Linked DNA regions of Sus scrofa: region 1 is linked to region 2. The links are chromatin contacts, called in public Hi-C maps. All regions are on one chromosome and are shown on one strand. Each heading gives the region's core, a stretch centred on a gene start, on an enhancer-like site or on the middle of the called end of the contact. The rest is flanking DNA. Distances are from core to core; before and after follow the strand shown.

What was found. Hi-C and Micro-C count contacts between places; a contact is called where the count stands out from the background.
Region 1: a Hi-C map of subcutaneous adipose tissue shows a contact between it and region 2, with 2.2 times the contacts expected there. The contact joins the promoter of PSMD10 here to the promoter of MORC4 in region 2. A contact is called at or near these places in 2 of 47 Hi-C or Micro-C datasets (embryonic fibroblasts and subcutaneous adipose tissue).

What each region holds. Positions count from the first base shown.
Region 1 is chrX:88,547,283-88,549,982 of Sscrofa11.1, forward strand. It overlaps PSMD10 (26S proteasome non-ATPase regulatory subunit 10), which reads right to left and starts at 1,311. Exons shown (of 5, transcript XM_001926907.5): 1 at 1,126-1,311. The coding sequence starts at 1,239. It overlaps ATG4A (cysteine protease ATG4A), which reads left to right. Exons shown (of 14, transcript XM_021079700.1): 2 at 1,373-1,549.
Region 2 is chrX:87,426,022-87,428,721 of Sscrofa11.1, forward strand. MORC4 (MORC family CW-type zinc finger protein 4) reads right to left here and starts at 1,275. Exons shown (of 15, transcript XM_021079789.1): 1 at 888-1,275; 2 at 698-770. The coding sequence starts at 989.

The sequences.
Region 1 (2,700 bases), core at 61-2,560, 1.1 Mb after region 2:
GTTGTGTTTCTTGTCTTTTGATCTTGAATAGTTTCTCCCATTTTTATGCCATTCATTTGATGAAGAATGGTTAGAAATATTATTAAATCTTAACTTAATATTGTTAAATTAAATCGAAAGTATTAAATATTACCAGACCAAAACGATGGTAAACTAGGCAAAGGCATTTTCAGGTTGAGCAATAAAGGAAAGTTCCAGAAAAAAGTCTTCTGATTTCTAACTCTCTTTCCAAAGACACAAAATGGAGATTTGTAAGTACGTGCTTAGCACGATACCTGTCCTATAGGAGGCAATCTATAAATATTTGTTGGTTTGCTGAGGGCACCGTGAATCTTGAAGTATGTGGGTCCTTTAAGCAGGTGGGCAGAAACAAACACTTCCCAAGGTCCACTCCCGTTCCACCTCTGCCTAGAATGTCCGTTCATCCGCGGGGAAATCTCACTCATCCTTCCAAAATAAAACCAACCTTCCCTCCTTTGCAAAGCCTTTTCAGTTACGACAACATTTGGCTTTTCTAATCGAGATTAAATCAGGTCCTTCTATGACAGGTGCTTCTGAAAGCACCACGTCAACTTCCCTCCCGGGTATTTACCACTATCTATGATTGGATATGATTGGGGATTATTTTATTAACGTCTGCCCCTTCCATTCGACTGTATCCCCAGCTCCCAGCAAACTGCCAGGCACAGAAGAGGAGTTCAGTTACAAGTGTTCCATTGAGTAAAATCACCAATGAATGCAAGGAAACACGTTTCAAAACACCAAAAACTTTCCTTCTCACGGATAACTCAAAGATGGGGCATTTTTGAGAAACGCGCTAAACGTTCTAGAAATATCCAATATGCAGCAAGCTAAGTACTGGGGGGAAAAAAAAACCCGCAAACAAACAGAAAAACAGTGACGGTCTGCAGGGCTAGCTCCGGCCGCCTGATCTCAAGGCCTGAGATGACCCTGGGGTAAGGATGGGGCGGCGGGGGAGGGGATCTAGCCTTCTCGGAACCGGCCTCCCCCTGGGATGGGATGGGCTGGGCTGGGCTGGGCCGGGCAGCCACGTTGGGCTCCGCGGCCACGTTGGGCTCCGCAGCCACCGCCGCCGCCTGCGGAGAGGCCCCAGCGCTGTTTTACCTGGTCAGTCCTAGTGGCAAGGGATTTATCGGCCAGGATCCTCTCCTTCAACTCTTCCAGCTTTCCGCTGTAGGCCAGGTTGCAGACCATTAGGTTAGACACACACCCCTCCATTTCGCTTTCCCAGGATCTCGGTGAAGCCAGACCAAAGACCGCCTCACGTCGCCGGCTCCCACTGCCAATCAAAAAAGCCAGTAGAATCCACCAATCACCGATCTCCCTCGTTCCTTTGCTTCTTTTCCCATAGCAGGGCGCCTCTGGGAGTTGAAGTTCGAGCGCAGTTCCGGGAGGGGAGGCGCCTTTCCCGCTCTCTCCAACTCGGCCCCTAGCACCGCGGAACTACGAGTCCCAGGGTCCCTTGCGGCCGCCGTAGTCAAGTGGCCGGTGGAATTGGCCCAGGATGACAGCTGGAGAATGGAGTCAGGTACGGGGAGCGGCTTCTTGTGGAACTGGGGTGGGTGGTCGCAGTTGAGGCATTGAGTCGGTGACGCCAAATGGGTGCGGAATCACGGTGAGAGGGTTATGGGAGCCTAAAAGTCCTGTCCCTCGGGGGCCCTGACTTGCAGTGGTAAGCGGAAGGGAAAACGGTAGTAACTGAACACTACCTTCAGAACTCGAACCGGTGCCTGTGGCCACCTTACCCCTCGCTGCTGCCACCGCCAAAGGAATGGAATTAATTAGGGGTCAGTTATTCTGACATCTCGGCGGAGTGGCATTAGGGCAAAATTCAGTAACAGTAGTGAGAGCATATGACACCGTAGTAAGGTGATGTGCCAGGGTGATGCCAAAGGCAGGGTGTGATGCCATAGGAGCCACTTGATATCTGAGAGATCTCGGTGAGTTCATGGCCTGGTGACATCACAACTTGATGAGGGTCATCTTGACACTGTGGTATGGTGTTGGCTCTTTAATATCATGATAGTGAAGATGACACTGAGGCTTTACTAGAACTATTAAACTAATAGTGTTTCTATTTATAGAAATCCTAAATAGTGCCATAGCAGAAGAGATGCAAGGCTTATCCTTTATAGGACATATCCAGAAGGACATCATGCCAAAACCAGGTAATAATAAGAATACACTCGGAGTTCCTGTCGTGGCGCAGCGGAAACGAATCCGACTAGGAACCATGAGGTTGCAGGTTCGATCCTTGGCATCGCTCAGTGGGTTAAGGATCCGACGTTGCCCTGAGCTGTGGTAGAGGCTGCAGACGCGGCTCGAATCTGGCATTGCTGTTGCTGTGGCTGTGGGGTAGGCCGGCAGCTGTAGCTCTGTTTCGACCCCTAGCCTGGGACCTCCTGGGACCTCCATATGCTGTGGGTGCGGCCCTGAAAAGACAAAAAGACAAAAAAAAAAAAAAAAAAAGAATGCACTCAAGAAAGAGACTGCTTACGTTTATATTTACCCTGCTGTGGTGTAGAATGTGGTTCTATAAAGAGCCAGATAATAAATATTTTAGACTTTGTGGACCAAAAGGCAAAATTGTGGATAATTTGTAGGTACCTATATGACAAGAGAGAAAACAAATTTCAACAAATGTTTATTGATGAAATTCAAAATATAATAATAATTGAG
Region 2 (2,700 bases), core at 25-2,524:
TGCTGCTGCATTTTGTCCAGGAATGTTTTTCTTCTTTGCTCTCCACACAGTATTTAGCACACTACTGCAAAAGCTGGTGTACTTGGCTTCCAGGGATCAACTGAAAACGCTTTAAAAGCAAACATTGGTGGAGCGAGAGGTTAAGTGCTCAGTATTCATTCCAGCGGTGTGAGGGCGCTCGTGGACCACGGACCCAGCCCTCGGCAGACGCAGGGAGCCAAATGCACTCGTGTCATCTCTTAAGAGATGTCCCATCATTCCCAGACGCTCAAGTCCCCAAAGTTAAAGAACTCCAGTTTTCCAGACCTTTCTTCATGCCCCTTTGCAATCTCGGCGCCCTCCGGCTGTCGCCGGTCCCCGTGGAGCCCAGCTGCCTCGGGGCTCGACATTTTTATGCATCTCCTTTTGATTATTAACTAACCTATCCTAGAGTGCCCCGAACATCACGAGCCTGAAAGACTACACGGGATTCCTAACTCTTGAGACACACCTTGTTTCCTCAGCTTTCTCCGCGGAACCTCGTCCGTGGCAACAGAGCCAACCCCCTCCTCCGCTTGCGGAACCGGGGCCGGTCCCGACGCCCCCACCCCAGCCCCGGCCCGCCCCGCGCGGCTCCGCACATTCCTCTCGCGTCCGCGGCACCACGTTGGCACCGCTGCCTCGGGCGATCGCTGCCAGGCCCGCCCTCACCACTCACCTAGCAGCTCCGCGATGGCACTGAAGGGTCGCGTGTGGCTGCTGGAGTTGCTCTGGAGGTAGCGGGGGCTCATCTGGGGGCGAGAGAAGGTCCCGTCCCGCGTGAGGCCTCGGCCCGCCGGGCCCTCCCGCGCGCCCCCCGCAGCCCCGGGGCCCGCGCGCGCGTCCGCCCCCTCGGGCCCCCGACCTACCGTGCTCAGGCGGATCCCGAAGGCCTGCGGGCCGCCGCCCGGCCTTGCCAGCGCGCTACCCGGCGCGCCAGGGCCCGCGGGGGCCCCTCGGTACAGGAGCATTTTTTTGGCCGCCACGATACTCGCTTGCTGCCGCCGGACTCCTCGCCCGGCCGTCCCGGACTGGCCCTCGCTCGCTCCCGCTCGCAGCTGGCGGCGGCCGTCCGGGACTGGCCCTCCCTCGCTCCCACCCGCAGCTGGCGGGGGCGGGGCGCGCTCCAGCCACCTGTCCGGGGCGGGAGGGGTGAGGCCGGCAGAGCCGCGCGGTGGCCCCGCCCTGTCAGCACCTCTCCCGACCCGCCGACTGCCGGGCGGGCCGCGGGGCCGTACAGAAATATGGCGACCTCCTGACAGCCGCTCCTTGATCCCCGCCCCTAATTAATTCTTGGCGTTTGCCATAGGCCAGGCCGCCGAGCGGGAAAGCGCGGGGGAGGGGCGGGCGCGTGGGGAGGGGCGGTCGCGTGGGGAGGGGCGGGAGGGTGTCGGGATTTCTGGAACAGAGTCCCAGTAAGGCGGCGTGACTAACGGGCAGGATAAGACAAGTCTTACAAGTTCTAAAGACCACAGTTTTGCTATCTGGGGCGATAGCAGGCTCGCGTGATGGGAAAGCATTCGGACTATTTTGCTTCAAATGCCTCCAGAAGCAGCCAGAACTTTCCAGAAGGCAATTGGCAAATCATCTTCAAAGCTTTGCAAGCGTGCAGGGAGGTTGTTTATAAAAGGAGAAATTGGAATGCACTTAAATGCCCCAAAAGAGGGGATGGGTTAGGTTATGCAGTATCCATAAAATGGAATACTGTGTAGTTCTTAAAGACCATTTTTGTGGATGAAAATTTATTCGTGTGGAAAATTTTCATGAGGGAATAAAGGAAAGGAGGTTAGCACATACTGTGTAATGCGATATCTTTTATGTTGAAAAAACGAGTACATATATACATACATACATATGTATGTATTCTCTCCTCTCTTTCTCACACACCCTCTACAGTGAGAAACACCTGAAATGATGTATTCTAAGATGATACCTCCAGGTCTGGAATTATTAATCTTTTTCTTTTCATTTTTTTTTCTTATTTGTATTTTCTAGTCCTTGTACTATTAACCACATACAGATTACAGAAAAAAAGATTTTTAATTTTTTTTTTAAAAAGTTACCTGGTAGAGATGAACCTTTATTTATTTGACTATTCCTCTGTGATATTTCATGGTGGTATTGTTTTTCTTGCCAATAAAAATAGTGCTGCCTCAGACATCCTCATGTACAGATCATGAATTTCTGGTACAGTTGTTTCTACAGAATATTGTTGTGTCTATTAGTGTGTGTGCAGTTTACTCTTAATAAATACTGTAAGACAGAGGCATTTGTCCTCCTAGAAATTTGCCCTGCGAGAAACACCTGGCTATTTTGCCACCCACATTCATAGCACTAGATGGTTTTGATCTTTTAACTTTTTGCCAATCTGTCTACTATCTCCTTATTGTTTTAATTTGCATTGCCTTTTCAGTGTAGCTCAATATCGTCTCAAATATCTATTGTATATTTAAATCCTTTGCGCATTATTTACTCCCATTGGGTCCTTTGCATTTGTCTTTTTTTAGCATCATAAATTTTTTTCAATACACAAAATACAGATTATGATTTCATGAATCCCCAGGTACTTATTACTCGGATTCAAAAATTATCAGGACTTTTCTTCTTTTGCAAATTTCTCTAAGTACTTTAGAGAAAATCTCAAACATCATGTCATTTTTGCCCTATAGACTTCAGTATCCT